Regions from separate parts of the Mus musculus genome. Here region 1 is linked to region 2. Evidence: chromatin contacts called from public promoter capture Hi-C data. All regions are on one chromosome and are shown on one strand. Each heading gives the region's core, a stretch centred on a gene start, on an enhancer-like site or on the middle of the called end of the contact. The rest is flanking DNA. Distances are from core to core; before and after follow the strand shown. Region 1 holds the start of Trio (triple functional domain (PTPRF interacting)). Region 2 holds the start of Ank (progressive ankylosis).

Evidence for each region. Promoter capture Hi-C pulls out the DNA fragments that hold promoters and counts their contacts.
Region 1: a promoter capture Hi-C map of pre-B cells shows a contact between it and region 2. The contact joins the promoter of Trio here to the promoter of Ank in region 2. A contact is called at or near these places in 2 of 39 promoter capture datasets (liver and pre-B cells), 3 of 484 Hi-C or Micro-C datasets (CD4 T cells, LSK cells and embryonic stem cells), 3 of 115 datasets of contacts at active chromatin or transcription factors (memory CD8 T cells, pancreatic cancer cells and stem cell-derived neural progenitor cells) and 1 of 9 other capture datasets (adipose tissue).

What each region holds. Positions count from the first base shown.
Region 1 is chr15:28,024,022-28,027,669 of GRCm38.p6, reverse strand. It overlaps Trio (triple functional domain (PTPRF interacting)), which reads left to right and starts at 1,822. Exons shown (of 57, transcript NM_001081302.1): 1 at 1,822-2,330. The coding sequence starts at 2,174.
Region 2 is chr15:27,464,462-27,467,987 of GRCm38.p6, reverse strand. It overlaps Ank (progressive ankylosis), which reads right to left and starts at 1,311. Exons shown (of 12, transcript NM_020332.4): 1 at 889-1,311. The coding sequence starts at 984.

The DNA.
Region 1 (3,648 bases), core at 573-3,072, 560 kb before region 2:
CACTCGGGACAATCTCTACCTAAGTTACTTGTACTTCTGCCTTTGTCACTTCTACCCCATTTGCTTATTCCTTTACATCAGTATGGACTCAAAAATATTTATTTATTTTTTTTGCTTGTAATCAAACAGTGCTATGTTGTCTTTCTGAAATTGTTCTGGCTTGGGCCATGAAGAGCTCTTTCGACTGTTTCCTTTGTGTCCTGGGTAATCTTTTTCTGTGCTGCTTCCCCCCCCCCCCCTTGGGAAGTCATTTCCTTACCTTCTGGCACAACAGGGTGCTCATGTTAAATACTTCCTGCCCCACTACCAGAATCACCCATTTTCCCAAAGAGCCTGAATTCCTTTAATTGGAGGAAAGTATTAAAAACAAGATCTGAGAACCATAGAAACGCTCCATCTGTGGTAAAATACTTACTCTGCAAGCATGGGAACCTGAATTCAGTTCCTCGGTATTCCAGCTTTTTACTGCAGCTTGGGCACTAGGGAGGCAGAGATGGGAGGATCTTTATGTATTGCTAGTCAACTGTCTAACTAACCAAGGAACTCCAGATTCAGTGAGAGACTCTGCTCCAAAAAAACTAAGGTGAGAAGTGGATGACTGAGTTAGACACTGGGTACCTACCTCTTGTATTCATATAAACACAGACCCAAAACACAAATGTCGATAGTGCGTGCAGGCACACATGAGAGGCAGAGAGACAGTCATCAAAACGCTAGGTGTTTCCAGGGCCAATTAATTGACAGAGCAAGAAAATACAGGCATATGTACTATCATGCGGTCCAAAATATAAGCACACAGCTGTAGATCTTTACACACACCTATTGCAAGGTGAACACAAATTCCTATGGGTGTCTTCAAACTTCATCCTGACCGAAACCAAGCCTTCTAGCCCTTTTCCCTTGCTTGTCTGAGACTGCCAAGGGGAAAAGATCTGGTGGTCACTTAATCATCGTTCTCCCGTTAAACATAGGTGCGGGGTGTAGTTTGATGGAATTTGTTGATCTGTTTTCTCCTGCATGTGATTCTCAATTACCCGGCGCCCATTCCTTCACTGCACTCATCTTGCAGCCGTGACATAAAGCAGAATTTGATATTCCACACATCTGATTTAACGTACATTTTCTTTAAAAGTCCCTTTCCTCTGGTCTCCCCTGCCTCCATCATCTTCCCACTACATCTGGGTAGCCTGAGGACCCAGCACACTTGGGAGATGGGGATTCCCCGCAAGCACCCCCTCTCTCGCGCCTGCTTTTTACATACAAGGAGACGGTAGACTAGAGCAGATAATCTGTTTTCACTGCCTCTCTGCTCATTCAACAATTATCCCGCCCCTTCTACATGCCAGTGACAGCGCTGTGCCTGCGAAGGCCACACCAGCTCCATATCCTGGTCGCTCGGCCCCGCGGGTGACATAAATAATAATGAAAACGCTCCAGCGCTAGGACCGCTTGCAGTGCAGGCGCGAGAGTCCTGGCAGGGGGCGCAGTGCCCGTCCTGGAAGGCCAGTGTGGCTCGGTCACACTTGTTCCTGCTCCTCCCAGGTTTGGAGCAGCCCTGGAGGAGGAGACCTGGCCCGCTCCACGTTCTCTCTCAGCCACTCCATTTCGCCCTCCGGGCTCCCAGGCGCGGCTCCGCCCCTCCAGGACCCGCCCACAAAAGGCCCCGCCCACCAGCCGAGCCCACGCTCCGGCCGCTAACGAAGCTCTCCGGAAATTCCCGAAGCCCCTCTTTTTCCTTCCTCTCCTTTCCCTGCTCTCCCTTTCCTTTCACCCGGGCTCCCTCGGCCGTGATTTCTCCCTCCCCCTCCTTCCTTCCCCGTCGGAAAGCAAGATGGAGGCTCGCTGCTGCCGCCGGCGTTCGTGATCGCGGAGCTTCGCAGCCCCGGCCCCCGCCCTCGCGTGTCCGCGCCGCTGCCCGTGCCCCGGCCGGCCACGCCGAGGCCGTGGCTCCGCGCGCCCGCTCCGCGCCAGGCTCGCGGCTCCCGGGCGGTGTCCTCGTCTATGTGGGCGCGCTCCTCGGGCCGAGCCGCCGCCGCCCGCCGCCCCGGGGCTGTGCGTCCGCGCGCCGGGCGCGGGCAGCTGGGTGCTCGGCGCCGCCAGGCCAGGCGCAGGCGGCTGGGTGCGCGGAGCTAGGGGCGCGGGGCCCGAGGCGGGCTCGTCCGCCGCCGAAGCCATGAGCGGCAGCAGCGGCGGTGCCACCGCCCCGGCCGCGTCCTCCGGCCCCGCGGCAGCGGCCAGCGCGGCGGGCTCCGGCTGCGGGGGCGGCGCCGGCGAGGGCGCCGAGGAGGCCGCCAAGGACCTAGCCGACATCGCGGCCTTCTTCCGATCCGGTGAGTACCGCGGTTGCCCCGCGCGCTCGGCCGGCCCGGCGCGCCCGGATCTCCGGCCCGGTATAGCCCTGCGCGCTCTCGTCCCTGTCGCCGCATCGGGGCTCTGCGATCCACGCCGGCGTGTCAGGTTACCCACGCCGCCCTTGTGCTGCGGCTCGTCCCGGGCGCCTTCACTCGCTTTCCCGGCGCTCGCCCCTCGTGCCAGGCTAGACACCCCTCGGCCTCCCGTTTCAGCGGCCACGGCCCCGCGGGTAGGGGCGCCGGCTCTTTGTCTCTTGCTGGAGGGCCGAGGAGGCGGCGGCGGGGACGGCGTGGGCGGAGGCCGGTGTCCCGGAGGACGAGCTCACCGGGACCGGGGACAGCAGCTCTGCCCTGTAATAGCTTTTGGGCCGCTGGTAGCTGGACCACCAACCCCATTATCAGCGAGTGTCCCGACTCGGGGCTCTAGCCTGTCATCCAGCCTTGGTGTACGGTTCTGTGAAACGGGGCAGCCATCGCACCTCAGCCCAGGAACCGAGGACGGTGGCCGAGCTGAGGCGGCGGTCGGGTCGAGCCATTGTTTCTGGGGGAGGCCCGGGAAGGACATCTGGGACCGTGGTGGCCCTTGGGAGAGGCGTGGGACCAGGGCTGGCGGGCACTGCGTGGGTGGCGTGGACCTGGAGGCAGTGAGGGGCAGTTTAGGGTCCGCTCTGGCGAGCCGGAGGTGGCCGAGGAGGAGGCTAGCCCGGAGCCCGGCGGGCGGGAGGGGCGCTGGTGTGCTGCGCAGGGGGCGTGACGGGGCGTCCCGGGGACCCCGGTAACGGCGCCTCCTCCAAGCCCGGCCCGGCCCAGATCCCGCGCGAGCCCGGCTCGCGTCCGCGCGTCCCTGCGTGCAGTCCGGTTTGCTTGCGCGTCCGGGAGGCGGCGGAGGGCAGCGGCGGCCGGGGGCCTGCAGTTCGGAGAGCAGTCCCTGGCCGGCCAGGCTTGGGAGTGAGGATGCAGACTCCGCGCTGGAGAGCCAGAGAGGGCGGCCCAGGTCAGGATCCGGACGGACGGGCGGGCCAGGGAGGGCGCGGGGAGGCTGTTTGCCCGCCTCCGGGAGGACGGAGAGCCTCGGGGTCTGGTGAGCGGCCTGCACCGGGGTGAGCGCGGGAGGCTGACAGCTCAGGGTCTCAGTGGCCTCTTTCAAAGTCAGGTCCCAAACTGGAAGAGATCAGGGCCGCAGTCCAGGTCATTAGGAGCTAGCAATTGAAGCGACCAGCCTTGGGCGAGGCAGATAACTTCTGGGCCGTTAGACACCTGGTTTAGTTCTGTCTTCTTGATCTTTGTCTGGCAGGGT
Region 2 (3,526 bases), core at 62-2,561:
CTTTGAAAGGAAAAAATAGTACATTTGCAAAAGTAGGTCTATCTTACACTTTTGAAAAGGTCCAGCTCCCACCCCCAAACCCTCTCCCGGACCTTAGGCTGTAACTGCAACTGCCAGGAAGCCCTGCAAAAGGGTACCAGTGCCTCACCGCCACGGGAGAGCCTGCAGCACCAGATTGGTAATGACGCCACATGGAGATAGCGTGAAAAAAGAATGAGAAGGCAGCACCAGAAATGTGCTCTCGTCCAAAGGGGTGGAAGGAAGAGAGGAGAGAGAACACACACACACACACACACACACACACAGAGAGAGAGAGAGAGAGAGAGAGAGAGAGAGAGAGAGAGAGAGAGAACAGATATCCTAAAGTAGATATAATCAGTGATCCTCTAGGCAAGGTACCTCCTGGACACCCCTAATCCTTACCTAGGCTACATGCAAAGATGTAAATTTGGAAGTACGTGGGAAATCAACTTGGAGACATTGTAAGGCAAATTCTCCCACCATCACTACCATCACCAAACCCTGTGCAAGTAAAAAGCCAGCACTAAATGCTACTAGAAACTACATGCAGTTCTGGGCCCGAGGTTTACATAATCACAAATTACATAATACTCATCCCGAGCACTAAACCCCTTTCTATAGGTGAAGTTCCCCATCATCCCGTCGCTTGCTATTTTCCAAAGAACGCTGGAAAAGTCTCCAATATCTGCGGAGGGAGGGGATGGGGCGCTGCAAAAGTCACCCTCGACAAGCCGCAAAGCCACGTCAAATGGTCCAGGGTAAAGGGGGTTCGGAGCAGGTGACTCCTCTCCTCCCGCATCCCCCCGGCGCCCGGCATCCAAGGCCGAGGCTGGGCGAGCGAGGCGCACCGGGCGCGGCCGGGCTTACCTGCTCCCCGAAGTCGATGGCTATGTTGGTGATGCCGAGGGGCACCAGGAACCGGATCAGGGGCCAGTAGTGCGTGAGCGCCGGGAATTTCACCATAGTCCCCGCCGTGGGCTGACCCCACACTCATCTGCCGCCGCGAGGGCACTGTGCTGGGAGGCGCGCGGAGCGCAGCGCGGGGACGGAGGCCGCGGCCGGCGGGGCCTGGGGCGGCGGCTGCTCGCGGCGGCGGCGGCGTCCTCTCCAAGCGCTGCTGCTCTAGCAGGAGAGCCGCGAGCTCAAGTCCATCCCCGCTGCCCTCCCACACAACAAAGATCTGCCGGGGAGAAAGAGAGGAGGGACAGGGACGGCAGCGGCGGCAGCGGCGGCGGCGGCGGCGGCGGCAGCAGAGGCTTCTGCTGACAGCGGCTCCATTATAAGCGCTCTGGGCCCGGAAATAAATAAATAACCGCGCGCACGAGGCGCCTCCGCCGCCGCCGCCGCGCCGCGCGGAGGAAATCAGGGGCGGGCGGAGGCGCGACACCGCTGGCGACCCGGGAGGGGGCCGGCCCGGCGCCGCCTCCCCGCTCCGCTGCGCACGGCTCGGCCGCGGGGGGCGCTGCGCTCGCACAGGCCACTGCCGTCCGCGCCCGCGGGGGACCGGGGCGCCGCCTGAGCCGAGCGCGCGGAGCGGGGAGTCAGGCGGGGCGGGCGAGCGGGCGGGGACTCCGGGTGACCCGACACCGACAGCCCCATGCTGTCCCCGGAGCGTCCGGCAAGGCCGTGTGAGCGCCGTCTCCAGAGTTGGGAACCAGGAGTAGAGCTTCGGGGACAACCGAGCTGGAAAGGCCTCGGCGTCCGGGCGGCCTTGAGGCGGACTGGGAGCTGCTTTAGGGTGATGGGGATACGGCTGCATTAGTGGGAGAGAAGGATGGTTTACCAAAACGAGCATCTCGCATCTCTCGTGACAGAGATCTGCAGACCCTGGGGAAAAATACACCGGGTGGCAGGGACTGACTGTCCGTCCTGGACTAGGGTTCTGGGATGCTCCATACCGGTCTCCAGCTTTTGCTAGTAATGTGCAACCGTTTACTTATTTAAAAGTCGACCGGTAAATATGCTTAAAAAAAAAAAAAAGGAAAGAAAATCTGCTCGGCTGTGTTATAATATGTCCCCAGTGATTTCATGATAAATCAGTTGCTGAGCTGAGACTTTTACCTAAAACTGAAAAGCTTGACAAAGCCAGCATCAGCCGGTGTCCCAGTATAGTGTATGAAAAAAGGGTCCAAGCCAGTGACTGAAGCATTCACAGCAGGGCGGGGCTGGCCTCCAAGAGACGAGTACAGTCACACAAAAAAGCTTAGCTCGTAGAGGGTCCTGTGCCTGCTTTGGCTCTCTGTTTTTGCCTTAATACTTTTCATTAATATTTATTTTATTATTTTATGTCTATGGGCAGATATTTTTTTTTGTCTGCATGTCTGTCTGTGCATGACATGCTTGTCCAGCACCCACAGAGCCCAGAAGAGGGCATTGGAGCTTCTCCTGGATTCCAGAACATTGTGAGCTACCATATGAGTGCTGGAATGGAACCCGGGACTCTGGAAGAGCAGCAGTCGGTGCTCCTAACTGCTGAAACATCGTTTTCTTCAAACCCTGGTCTTGCCCTCTTGAAATGATGAATTTCTGAACAAGGGGCCTTAGCTTTTCATTCTGTAGCAGTTGAGATAGATGGTTTGTTCAACTTGTATCTTCCTATGCATCTTTTTTTTTTTTTTTTTTTTTTGGTTTTTCGAGACAGGGTTTCTCTGTATAGCCTTGACACATCTTTTAAAATAAACATAATGAGTTAAACTTGTGTATTACTTAAAACATTCAAGTATTTTGTCCTAAGAAATGAACCCATTCCCTTTATCTCTGTAAGGCTCATATTAATACTATATTTGAAGGTAATCAGAGGCAGGAGGATTGCTGTAAGTTCCAGGCCAATCTTGGCTACATAATGAGTTCCAAGCCTGCTAGGATTTTGTAGGGAGACCTTGCCTTTATTAAATACATAAATAAGTAAATAAATAAGAGCTTGAGACATTAACTTTCTGGTGCAGATTTTTCCGACTGCATCGCAAGTATTAAATATTTCCATATTTGATGCCTTTTATCCCCTTCAGTTTTACACACTCTGGTTGAAGCCCCTAAAAACTAGGAAACCAATTTACCCGCAGTTCCGTGTAACCCCAAATTACATCACCCATATAATTAAAACAAAACTTTGGTAATTGTTCATTGCATTTGATATGTCAAACAGTTACCCTTAAAAGAGATTTTTTTCCAGCAAAACAGGAAGTTCTTGTGTACAGGGCTCTCCCCAGGAGCAATTCCTGAAAGGCATGTTTCTGTGTAGTCAGTTATTAAGCTAACCATACAAAAAAAAGAAAAAAAAAAAAAGGAATGGGTTATTTAAAGGAATTCACGGAGAAGACTTCTGTTCTAAAGCAAATGTGGTCTGGTGATTTACCCATTCTGTTAGTCTATGTTTTCATAAGCTCGTTTCAATTAAAGTGATCTAGTCGTGCTGACCCTTGCCTGCTATGTGAATTGATGAAGCCCTGGATCAATGCTCCTGAAGACCTGTTTGCTCTCACTGGTCTCCGGAAGAGGCTGCTGC